2 separate regions of the Gossypium hirsutum genome follow, and region 2 is linked to region 1. A link is a contact called in public Hi-C data. All regions are on one chromosome and are shown on one strand. Each heading gives the region's core, a stretch centred on a gene start, on an enhancer-like site or on the middle of the called end of the contact. The rest is flanking DNA. Distances are from core to core; before and after follow the strand shown.

The links. Hi-C and Micro-C count contacts between places; a contact is called where the count stands out from the background.
Region 2: a Hi-C map of leaf shows a contact between it and region 1, with 3 times the contacts expected there. The contact joins the promoter of LOC121232203 here to the promoter of LOC107954126 in region 1. A contact is called at or near these places in 3 of 34 Hi-C or Micro-C datasets (callus and leaf).

What each region holds. Positions count from the first base shown.
Region 1 is chrA07:20,905,509-20,912,261 of Gossypium_hirsutum_v2.1, reverse strand. It overlaps LOC107954126 (OVARIAN TUMOR DOMAIN-containing deubiquitinating enzyme 6), which reads right to left and starts at 4,264. Exons shown (of 9, transcript XR_005930487.1): 1 at 3,915-4,264; 2 at 2,445-3,399; 3 at 1,926-2,087; 4 at 763-840; 5 at 459-537; 6 at 214-359; 7 at 1-22. It overlaps LOC121232199 (mitochondrial fission protein ELM1), which reads right to left. Exons shown (of 10, transcript XM_041117741.1): 10 at 6,398-6,753. The coding sequence ends at 6,704.
Region 2 is chrA07:21,054,491-21,061,243 of Gossypium_hirsutum_v2.1, reverse strand. LOC121232203 reads left to right here and starts at 3,265. Exons shown (of 2, transcript XM_041117749.1): 1 at 3,265-6,753. The coding sequence starts at 3,406. The coding sequence ends at 4,176. It also overlaps the pseudogene LOC107953165.

The DNA of each region.
Region 1 (6,753 bases), core at 3,015-5,514:
CTTGATCCTTGTCCACATTAGTCTGCAACCACAAATACGGTTTCATATTCTAATTTATTCTCCATATTCACAGTTGACAATTTTTTTGCCATCAAACCCTTGCATACAAATTCAGTGTCACAAAATGATATATCTCAAAGCAATATAGCATTGTTCTAACTTCTAACCAAGGAACAAAGAAGCAACAAAGCAGAAAAAAGAATGTAGACAAACCCCTTGAAGACAGCTAAATCCAAGCCCAGCGCCAATTGTCAAACGACGTGGGTCAACAAGTGAATTGTAATGATTCCCATGATGGTAGCTAAGCCTTATGGGAGGTGTGTCAGTATTATAGCTTCCATGAAATATGTTGATAGGTTCTGCATCAAATAAATTTTGGTTCAGTCAAGGTAAGAAGATGGTCAAAGAAAAAAAAAACAAACTAAATCAATATTAGAAACATCAATCAAGGATATCACCTATGCTGTAGGAGTAGATATGAATAGGTCTGTTATACATTTCTGATAAGGCTTGAATCTCCACATTGTTCCCATAGACCTACATTCCCAGATACAAGAAATAGATGCTTTAACCATAATACAAAAATGCATGGTTAGTATTTTCAAATTTGATTAATTGAAACACTTGTAATCTTGGCTATGCAATAATCCACAGAACAAAATATGAGTAATAATCCACTTGTAATCTATATGCATATGATGCTAAAGCCAGTTTCACGCAAGAACATTAAAGATCGTATAAAACGTTATAGCCTCGTTATACCTTATCTATTCTTTTCCTCTTACAATAAGATGTAAAGCCTTCTGTTATAAACTGAGAAAAGTGATCTCTCTCTCGCTCCTGGATGAACATATAAAGGTAAAGCATACATCAGAGAATACTCCAAATTATGTCATTCAAGCACCTCAAAACTAAATATATGAACACCCCAAAAAAAGAAACCATAAAAAGAAAATGAAATCATATAATCCTTTGAAACAAACTAAAAACATTACAATGATCCAAAATAGCGCATGGATATGTTTAACCACATCCAAATATTTAATCTAGCTTATAGACAATAACTAGTAGAAAACATGCCAACCCAAACAAAGAGACAAGACAATCCCGTGATCTTAGTGCCAACAACAGTACTATCCTATAAGGGGTTTGGTGAACATGTTCTCAAGGAACATTTCAACATGTTACAAAAGATTCAACATGTTACAAGAGGATGTATGCCAAAGATGTCTCATCTCAGTTGCATTTCAATGAACCCAGTTACTTTCATACATCCTCAAAACCTAAGCTTTGATCGTACTCATCGGACAGATTGAAGGCAGAGACAGTCCTATATTACCAAACATATAGAGAAAGTTCTATGACCTCCCTAGAAAGCCAAACCTCTATCCTCTAATTATGCTCAAAACTCTAAGCTAACTAATCACACTATAATCATATAACAGAATTTATGGCACAGTACTTTGATTTATTTTTATTTTTTAATTTACTGGAGTAAAACTGGAATATTTAGCCTTCTTTTTTACTTTTGGCATGCCAGATAAATGAAACCTTAACCCTCTACTCATCTTTTTTCTTTGATTTTCTACTCATCTCCCACATCTTGGAAATACATATCTCCTTACCATGCAGTTAACTAAACTTATAATCCCATGCAGATAAATACATTATTAGAAAACTCCTTCAGCAGTTATCATTGGACTCTATTTCCAAACAAAAAGAAACAGCAATCACTAAGTTACATGTTCTCTTTTCTCGGAATAATTCAAGGTTTTCTGTTTTTAAGGAAACATCCACCAAACTGTTCCACTCGGTTTAAAATTAACATGCGTCTTAGATCGACCATCTAGGACCTACAACGTAGCAATAACATCCTATGGTTCATTATGTTTCAAAAACAGGATTCAAGTATGAGATATTAATACCATGTAGTCAATGCACATTTGACGAATCAAATGATAAGCTTCAAAGTCCCCATACACTTGATCAGCAACAGCTCCGAAGAGGCAGTTCCCATCTTCTAGCATCCGTTTGACTTCTAAACCTATTGCTAGTCTAATATCAATTTCAAATTGCCGCTCCCTTTCCTGGATCAGATACAACAAACCAGCAGAAGTTAATCCACGTTTAAAAAAAATACCCCAAGCATTAACTTCAGGTCAAACTTTTTCAGCAAGAATACTAAACCTACAGAACATTCTTCAAACAAGATAAACAATATAATTTAAAAATTCAGCATAAAAACCTTACGATACAAATGGATAAATAATACCGTTTAAAGTAAACCAGGGCAATCATTCAAAAAAGAAACAGTACAATAGCATAAAATGCTAATACTTATTGCATGCCAATTATATGAAAATTTCCATACTAGATGATTTTCCACCATAAGAAAATGAAGTATGAAACACAAAGGATTTGATTATCCAGAATAAAGAACTTACAGCATCACCATATGAGGATACAAAGCATGGGCTTTGTTCATCAGCACTATTGTAACCCTCATTCTCACTATGAGATCTAGGAGAAGAAGGCCTTGACTCAGATGGTGAGGTTCTTGTAGAAACGATGGGCCAGGCAACAGCTCTTCTAGATGATCCAGCACGAACAGGATTTGAGCTTCCTGAGGCAAATCTTCTTGAATTTAAATTTTCTGATGAAGGTTTAGGTGGTGGAGCAGGAGGTGGAGGAGGATGAGAACTTCTGCTGCCAATTGGGGAGGGTTCACCACTTGAAACTTCGGTTTCAGAAGCAACTTTTTCACCTGAATTATCCATCATATCACATGAACCCAAGGCAGCAAGAGTGTTCACTTTCTCAGCCTCAGCAATTGCATCACTTGAAGTTTCATTCCGATCATTTCGCAAATATTCTACCAAAGGATCATCTTTCACACCCTTATTCTCACTACTCCTGGAACACTCTAAATGCTCATCTGAAGCAACTAGTTCTGACACTTCCTCATTAACCTCCCCATCTTTTGCAGCTGAAGGAACTTGATGAGTAAAAAAAAACAGATGGTCCGGGCAAGGAAGAAGAGCGGCTCAGATTCAAAGAAGAGCTGCCAGTGGAACCTCTTTGAACCAAAATGCGAGTCATAGCTTTTGATGATAACTATTCTCAGTGAGATACTCTGTCCTAATTCTTCCCTTCAAAACCCCTTAAATTTAGAAATTCAAAACCCTACTCATAGGTTTGTCGCGAGTTCTTGCCTTGGGCACAGTAACGCCAATCCCTTGGCTGAAGGATTTCTTCCAGCCCAGCACGTTCACCACATCAAGAAACAATCTCTGCATTCCCCTGACAAGTCTCATGAGACCCAGACCTCGAACTTTAAACAATAAAACCCTCAAATTACTCGAAATATTGTACCCAGAAAAATTCCCAAAAGCGCCCAAGCTGCAACCAACAACCATCCAAAATTTCCAAGAAAATATCAACCAAAGACTGAAAACTTTATCAGCCAAGAACATTGTTTGGTTTCCAAGACGAGGTAGGAAATTTTTAAGATCATCTTATGAACCAAAAACCCTTTGTTACATACCACATAATTAAAGTAAATAAGAAAAAAAAAACAAGGATTCATTGAAAGGGAGGGACCTAATAAACTAATTTGGCTTCCTGGTTAGAACCAAAATGTTGTCTAAAATTAAAATACTCGAAAGCTTCTCGTTTCTTTATATTTTCCTACCATTTCTTAGACCAATCAAGCAGGCAAAATGGCAACAACATAATAAAATAAACTCCAAAACAGAAAATAATCAAATACCTCACCAACGACCAAGAAAGACCCAGAAGTCAAAAACCGAATAATATTTTTTTAGAGAGAGAGAGAGAGAGATGCAATATAACCATGAAATAGTAGAAACCCAACTTTGACTGAGCAAGAAATAAAAGGAAAAGGGAAAAATCACCTGCAAAGGAAGGAGGAGAGGAGGTTTGGAGACCCAGCTAAAATCTGCAAAATAAGAGATGAATACAAAAAAATAAAAAATAGGGGGGGATGGGGTATTAGGTCGTATGTTAGGGTTTTTGAATAAAGGCGAGGCCGAAAAGAAGATAACTTGAAGGCAAAGGAGAGTATTTAGCGAGAGAAAAGAGAGAGGAAGAAAGCAAACAAAGGAAAAATGGAAATTGAAAATGTTGTTTCTTCTTTTATTGATAGAGAGAGAAAATGGGATAGATTAGAAAGGAGGTGTCGGATCGGAGGCAAGACCACCGTTTGGGGAAAGTGATGACGCGGACGACGTGCTGGCTCCTCCCTCATGAATTCCACACGTGCCTACTTGGCTTACTCTGCTGTCGTGGAACACGTGTGAAAATTACGAGAGTGACGTGGCTACTAATGATCGGGTAACTTCTCTTTTCCGTGTCAGGCGAGCTAGTGACATCAAACCTTCTCTTCCGGCGGATATTAAATCTGTTTTTTTTTTTTATCTTGCACTGTTTTTATTAAAATATAATATATTTATTAAGATGTGATTATGGCCATTTTTATTAAATTATTATTATTTTTAAAATGAATAATTTTTATTTTTTATCAGTAAATTTTTTAAATGCTACTTGATTAGATATTATTTATAAATCTAAAGATAAAATTTTAATTGATATATAATTATAATACTAATTAAGATGGTTAGAGTTTTATTTTATCCATATGCTATTTTATCTTAAAAATATAATTGACTTGTAATATAAAAAAGTTGTCTTATGGTTTAATTATTAATTATTGTTAGTTTAATTAAAATGCTATAAAATTTCTTTTGTATCCATGTTTGTTTGATTGTTGAATGAATTTGTTTAATTATTAATTATATTCCTAATTCAATTAACAAGTTGTCTTATGAATTTAATTAGTCAATCAGTAATTAAGTAGTATAAGATTTCTTTCATATTCATGTGAATTTCTTTTATTATTTTAATTTTATACTAAAATATCAATTTAATAAGATAATCATATTTTGTAAATACCAATTTAGTTAGTTTGATTATTATAATTTAATCTAAATTAATAATATAATGAAAATAAAATATATTTTTCAAATGAACAATTCTCATAAAAACAGCACTGAAGCAAAGGCAAAAGAAAAGGGCAATGAAAGCAGTGAGTTTGGTATCTACAAAACTCCATCCTGGAAAACAAAATTCATCCAAAAATAAACTTTATTTTAGATAAAGGTACAATAATAAAACGTGGGATGGCAAATTTGTTTTCCCAATTTTCTTTGCCCTTTTTTTTATGCTATATCTTATTTATAAATTTAAATTTATAGATAATTCTTTTTCTATTGTTGTATATTATATTATAATTATTTTTAAATATCAATTTGATAATATTATGAAAAATAAAGGATATTCTCTTCGATTCAAAAGTTTTTCTAAACTTATGTTATATTATTATAGGTAAACTATAACTTACAATAAATATGTTATAAGTTATATATTAATAAGTAAATATATGATGTTTCAATAAATTTATAAACTCATAATATAATAATTCATCAAAAGTGGTTATTAAAATTATTGAAAGATCAAAATACTATTTTAAATAATATAATAATTAATAATAAACATGGTGGTAAAATGGTACTTAAAAGTGTTTTGACTTATATTTAGCAACAATTAAAACTCTTGCAAGACATCCGTTCAGTATAAATTCAAACTCTATTACCTCATCCTTATCTTGTTAGATACCCATTTAACACATATTCAAATTGTGTCCATCCCTACCCCAAATAGTGTATAAAAAAAGTGTTTAAAAGTGAAATCCCGTTTTTAATCAAAGTTACATTTCTTTTTACATATAAAATGATATAAAAAATAATAATAAAAGTAATGGGCAAATATTCAAATTGAAATGTAAGATTAAGAAAGAAAGACACACCAATAAGATTACCTTTATGTACTTGAAAATAAGAAATTACCAATCTTGAAAATGTTTAAAATCCAAAATATATATATATTTATATTCCAAAAATGAAATTGTACATTTATCATAAAAAATGTAAAATTACGCGAATCAATTTGGAATAACTATTGAAATGCTCAATTAAACTAAATCGCTAACAACGTTCACGCTTAATATGATAATTAAATTGAAATTGAATTTTTTCTAGTAGCTTGTAATGTAATATATCTGGATGATACCCCTATAATCTTTACCATAAGCAAAATCAGCATGAAGTTCAAACAATCCCAGAGCTGTGAACAAATGCACTACGTTTATGAAAACAAATAATGCTAAGATTTTCCCAGGAAAGAACACAATGTTGTGATGAAGTAGATCTATGGAATGCCTCATGCTTAACCCATGTGAAAACAACACTCTTCCACTTGCAAATTAAAAATTGAAAATGACAGTAGGAAAAATACACATTTATAGCACCACAAAGGGATGTTGTTGGCATGACATGTTATCAAATTTCATTTCATCAGATCTGTTTTTCAGGTGTGTAAATCAAACTCTTCCAAAAATAAAAGAAATTTATGCTTGTCCCTCCTCTTCATGCTTTACAAGCCGCTCTAAATAGCTAAGGCCTTTGTTCTACATGTAACAGTATTTTGAAAATCCCTGAATGGGGAAGAATGAATTTGAAGGTGGTATTTTTATATGCTATTCAACAAACCCAAATCTTAAGGCTTCAAGTTTCAAAAATAAGGAAATCAATAGTGTGCTTACAACAACAACTATCGACACCTTCATTTATGGCCGAACCCTCCATCCACGCTCAGCAAGTGCTTCACGCACCTGAC
Region 2 (6,753 bases), core at 2,016-4,515, 150 kb before region 1:
TGTCAGGTTGTGCATTCATTAAAGCACATTCTAAGTCCAACTTTCTTTTTTGTAGGTTACCGGAGATGTCCTTCCACTTGCGAAGAAAAGAACTTGTGATCTTGGTTTTGCAAACCAGATTATGGGAAGGGGATCCCACCACATTAGAAGCGATAAGGTATGGGTTGGAATGGTGTTCTTTTATTTGTAAAAACAATCATCGACCCATGATCGGAGTGAATGATGGGAAGGTTAAAGACAGACAAATTCTCATAGTGACTGAAGCAAGACTCATTTGGTAAAGGCCCTGTTGAATCCTTCCAAGACTACATCATTCTGTCCAAGCGAAAAATATCACCTTTTTTTCCAATTTGACAGTCCACTTGACAGCCTCATTGGGCAAAGGCCCTATTGACTCAATGTCACTGGCAAAATTTAAAAAAAAAAAAGGAGTTGTAATTTCTTGAGGGTGTTTCCCAAATTTAAATGCTCAATGCAAGTATCTGGTATAAAGAGGAAACCAACAACACATTCTGGGTTATTGAATAAACAATTTGGAGCAAAAGTTAGAACTTGATTAATCAAATGAATTAATTAAATTGCAATTTTTATATTTAGATAACACTATAATTTAATTAGAATTAATTTTAATTTTATAATACTTCCAATCCATACAATACACCAACATGCTTTTCCGGTCCCTCGTTCACAAAATACACGTCCCTCATTTTCTGAAACGTGTGCCAAGTCAGCAAAGAATCGGACCCGGCTTGGTGAGATTTCCCAACCGCACGGTTCACATCTAACGTTTGAGCCAGCCGGTCCAACCCACCATACAAGCTCTTGCAGAATCTCGTCATGTGCTTCACATCGTAAACTTTGTTCCCGAAAAACACCCTCAGAATTCTCGAAAACTCATCCAAGCCCTCGGGCAAGTCTCGTCGCGTTAGGATCTTAACCAGGTACCCGAAATCATATGCGCTGTGGAAGGTCACCCAACTCACTGAGTCATTGAATACGAGTCCAGAGGACATGGTCAACTCAGCGAATCGAACCGAGTCGATCCCGTTTTCCTTGTTCTTCTCAAAATCAACCCCTTGCCTCCTCAAAAGCTCGATGGAATCAGGGGCGTGAGGTCACGCTCCACATCGAAGTCGCAGAAATTGAATTGCCAAATGAACTGAGAGTCGTCGGTTCCGAGAACTGGCAGGTTACCTGAAGAATCGGAGAGAGTAAGGCCCACTTGGATCAAGTTGAGAGCATCAACGTTAGATTTGAGGATCTTGTAATGATCGGAGGGTCGGAGGAGTTGTTCATGGTAAGTCTTAGTGGGGTCCACTTTTGGTCTGAAAACAAGACCTGGAAATTCAGTGTCCATGGAAACGAAAGGGAAGTCATCAATTACCCGACTGATCAGCTCGAACTCTGATTCTAAATTATCCGACCAAACTTCCCTTATCTTCACAGATCTTAAAAACCCCATATCGTAATATCGCAAAGAAACTGAGAAAACAAAAATTGATCCTTTTTTTTTCTCCTCGAAGTTTTGATTTACGGTTTCTGATTTTGGGGAAGATGGTAGGTTATAAGAATTGAGAGACCATGTTTTGAATAAAATAAAAGGTGCAAATTTGGTTTGTTTTTAGTGGCAAATGGTTTGAATGCTTTTTGCCAATTTCACATTTTTCTGTGGGTCTGAGAGGGGACTATTTACAATGTATGTGAGGGGGTGACAGTAGGGATTTCTGTGTCAGTTGTGCGTGCGTTGCGTGCAAGTGCATGTAACTGACGTTGCGATAAGGTTCAACTTTTCGCTTCCTTTTTCCTTTGGTTAATGATAAATTTGGTCAGTAAGTTTGTTTGTTTTATTAAATTAATTTTAATTTAATTTTTGAGTTTTTTTATCATCAATTTTTTTAATATATTTTTCTAACACATTTAATAAAAGTATAGTTAAAAAGTTAATGAAGATGAGGTATAATTTTATATGTGAAATATTTGTAATGAAATATATTTTATTATTTAGATAATCTAATAAAATAATTATATAATAAAATAAAAAAATAAAATATTAAATTAAAAACAACTCTTAGTTTAAAGAAAATAAGTATAATTATCTAAAAGAATTAACTTAATAAAAAAACTTCTCATTAAACAACGTACGAAAGATTGAAATCTCTTACAAAAAAAGAAAAAATTGGAACTTTGAATTTATTCATTAAATCTATTAAAAAATAGATTAAAAAAATAAAGTTGATGGCCAAAAATATTCAAAAATATAATTAAGATCATTTTGAGAAAACATGCAAACATTAGTGACTAAATTTATCATTAAATCTTTTTCTTTTATGTTTTTACCGGTACACTCAAACCAATTTGTAATTTGATGTCTCCTTAAGCAGCTCAAAACATTTATTGATTTTAATTTTATTTTTAATGTATTATACACCTAGTTTTTGTTAATTTCATAAATAAAATTAAATTATAACACGCATGTAAAAATATATTTATAAAAATTAAATCAAACTTTAATTTAATCCATAAAATCCAGGGCTTTAGGATGTTAATGTTGGTACGTAGTCACCATTTATCCATTAAATTTGAGTTTACTTCAAATTGTTTTTAAAAATATATAAAAAAAGGTCTTAATATGATATATATTATCAAATAAAAATTCTTTTAATTAGTACTCGATGCACTCTTGACATTAATTCAATGAAAAAATTGAATATTGTTATCCCATTAGCCTAAAAGGGAAAAGGAGTAAAATTCAAATTAACCCAACTTCGAAGATAGCATGGAAAACTCTCTGAAAGCTTCCGATGGTGATGACGGTTCGCGGCTATCTGAAGATCGCAATGCCAAGAAAGTTAGGTTTAAAGATGTTTCCGATGGGGCTTCTGTGGACATGGCTGTGGACTTTGATCCACATTTGAATGCGGCAATGTCGTGGAAAGATAAACTTTTTGAGGCTGGTTCGTCTGGGACTAGTCAGGAAGTCGCGGGATTTGAGGGGGGAAGTGATGAAGATTTTATTCTGTTAGACGATGATATTATAAGGTCCACTATTAATGGCATTCCAACAATTGAGTTCTCTGATCGTGTTAAAGAAATCTTATATAAGGAGATAGAGATGACAGTAGTCTTAAGATTACTTGGCGAAATATCAGTTATAGTGTTCTTTTTAATCGAATCAGTAGCCTTTGGAGACCTATACAACCATTCCAATTAATGGGTATTGAGAATGTGTATTTTTTGGCTAAATTCCAAAACAAGGAGGATTATGACAATGTCCTTACACAGGGACCATGGATAAATTTTGGGCAATATTTGATAGTCCAGCCATGGACAAAAGATTTCTTTCCCCTTCAACCATACCCAGGTGTAGTTATGGCCTAGATCAGGTTATCTGGATTACCAGGGTTTATGTACAAAAGAAAGATTCTCGAAGCAATTGGAAGTCTGATCGGTAAGGTTGTAAAGTTTGATTTTAAGACCAATAATAGAACTAGGAACAGATTCGCTAGGATGGCTTTGTTTATCAACCTGGATAAACCTCTTATTTCTCAAATCTGTGTTAATAGAGAAATGCAACGGGTGGTTTATGAGGCCTTACCAACGGTTTGCTTTACCTGTGGAAAATACGGGCATGTGAAGGACTTGTGTTCCTTGTCAAAAGAAACATCGGACAAAGTCAGTGACAAAGTGGTGGCCGATGGTGATCCTAACAGTAAAAAGGACAAACCGGGGAAGATCTCTGAACCAGCTTTCAGACCGTGGATGTTGGTGGAGTGTAAATCCCGCCGAAGATCAGGGAATACTCGTGATTCTGGTGATATGGATGCTGGAAAAGGAAGGTTAGGCTCTCGATTTAATGCCCTTACCGTTGAAGGCGAGAAGACGGGTGGTGAAAAGGAGATGTTAACAGATTTAAGGGAACTAAATCTTCAAGCGGTGGAATCTGATGTGTCCATTCTTGATTCTAGAGAAGAAGAGTTTATTAAATCTTTGCCTTCCCCGCATATTAATAATGCTAAAAATTTGGACATTGGTTTAGGAGCTCAAAAGAAGACTTATGATTTGGACCTGGATTTGGAAGCCCAAACTAATATAACTATTTCAGAAGCTAAACGTATTGGGGAGGGAGCTCATTTGGGCTATGGTAATGACAGAATAAGGCTGAAAAGCCTCTATTAAATGATAGTACGTCGAATGGGTCTCTAGTTGGGCCATCGCCTAAAGAACACCTAAATAGATCACGTCAGCAGGCCTATCAATCTAAAGAAGTCCCTTCGATATCTATTGGTCCTATGAGTATGGGGACCACGGGCAATCACGCTAATGGAGCGGTGGAAAAGTCAAACAGGCCGTCGCCTCTTTTTATGGTCGTTAGTGACAAACAGGCCTCTCTTGTGTGGCCTAATACCGAAAAGACCTAGGTTTTTCCAAATCTTAATTGATTCCCGACTAATCAAGAACTTGGGGCTGTTTTGTTAAATGCAGGTAACTTTGAAAATGATTGTGACCCAAAATCGTAAGCTAGTAAATCGGGTGATATTAAGGCACACTTCAACCCAGCATTTGAAGGCCCAGTAAAAGTTGAGGTTCAGCTGACTGATAACATTTTGGACCATGAGAAACACTCTGCTGTCACTTTTAAAATTTTTTTTAATTCCTCTGATCAATCTAAAGGTAGTCCTTTTAAGCATATGAATGCAGGTAAAACGGATAATAAAGGTCGAAATAGTAATGAAAAATTTGGCATTACTAGAGGAGGGCGTAAAAATAGTAATGCTTTAAAAGGTTGTGGGAGTCGTTTTAAAACTTCTGAAAACTCGCGGGTTTCTTTAGCCGATTCAATGAAAGAGGTGGTGAAGCTTATATCCTCTGACCTTTTGAAGGGAGATAAAATGGAATCACCTGTTGAATGTGAACCTAGTGGAGTGATCGACTCCCGACAGTAATGGTATGGTTTCTTTTCTATTTTCTATTAATTATGAATCTCTCGATTTTTTCTTGGAATTGTCAGGGTTGCGCCAATGCCAGATTTCCTCTATTTTTTACGAGTATAATATGGAGTACAAACCCGATATTATTAGCTTGTTGAAAACCAGAGTTAATGGATCTAAGGCAGATAAAATTATTGCAAAATTAGGGTTTCAATTTTCACATCGTGTGAAGGCTATTGGCTATGTTGGAGGCATTTAGATTGGCTGGAACAAGTCTGTTAAAGTGGAGATTTTACAAAATCATCCCCAATTCATTATTATTCGGATTTGGCATAATTCTTTGTCCACTCTAATTTTGATCGGTTTCGGTTGCGGGAGTCCTAATCATCAGAAGTGAAAAGATCTTTGGCATGATTTGAAAGCTACTATTCCTGCTAGGCAAACTCCATGGATGGTGATTGGAGACTTCAATGCTATTCTTTCTTCTGATGAGAAAAATGGTGGCCTTTCAATCGGAAAGAGGTGTCCCTATTTTTGTGACTTTGTGGACTCGTCTAACCTTCATGATTTGGATTTTAGGGGACCTCCTTTTACGTGGCACAAGGGTCATCTATTTGAGAGATTGGATCGTGCTTTAGGAAATGAGGCTTGGGTAATTTTTTTTCCAAATAGCTTAGTTACTCATCTTCCGAGAATTAAATCTGATCACCGTCCTCTTCTCCTCAATTGTAGTTCTAATTTTACATTGCCTAAGGGAAGGCTCTTTTGATTCCTAGCAAGATGGGTTGAACATCCTGACTTTGGAAATCTTGTGAGAAATCAATGGGTCTTTCAAGAGAACATGTCTGCTTCTTTAGATAAATTTACCGGGAATCTCAAATAGTGGAATAAGAACACTTATGGTCATATTACTACTCGTAAGAGGAACCTGATTCACCAGTTGTCTACCGTTCAGAAGAAAATAAACTTTTTAGGTTCTTCTCATTTAGCTCATGTTGAAATGAAAATAAGAAACGAGTTGGAAAATGTGTTACACCATAAGGAACTTCTCTGCAAATAAAAGGCTCCTTGTGACTGGCTTCATCTGGGGGATAAAAATACTAAGTTTTTTCATGCTCGCACTTTGCAGAGGCGGAAAAATAATCGTATTTCTACCATTCGTGACTCTCTTGGTGATTGGTTATTTGACCCTAAGGTTGTTGAATTGGAAGCTTTTAATTTTTTCCAAAAATTATATAGAGAAAATCCTGGTCCCATGGGATCCTTGCCTCCTAGCAGGTTCCCTAAACTTGCTTCTACTGATAGTGATTTTTTAGGAAGAATGGTCACTGATGAGGAAATTAAGAGAGCTATGTTTGACATAACTCCCTTAAAAGCTCCGGGTAGCGACAGTTTTCATGTTATCTTCTTTCAGAAACAGTGGGATACGGTAGGGCCAGCTATTTATGACTGGGTAAAAATGGTTTTCAACGGTGGGGTTATTGATGCTGGGCTTAATAATACCCTGCTTGTCATTATTTCCAAGATTTAGAATCCTGAGGAGTTTGCTCAGTTCCGCCCTATAAGTCTTTGCTCTGTCCTCTACAACCTGGTAATGAAGGTAATAGCTAACTGTTTTAAGATTATATTTCCCAAAATTATTGCGCAGGAACAGGCGGGGTTTATTGCTGGACGTAATATTACCGATAATATTGTCATTGCACAAGAGGTGATTCATTCGATGAAGAGCTGCAAGAGTCAGAAGTGGATGGTGATAAAAATTGATTTGGAAAAAGCATATGACCGAGTGCGATGGGATTTTATTGATGCTTTTCTTCAAGTGGCA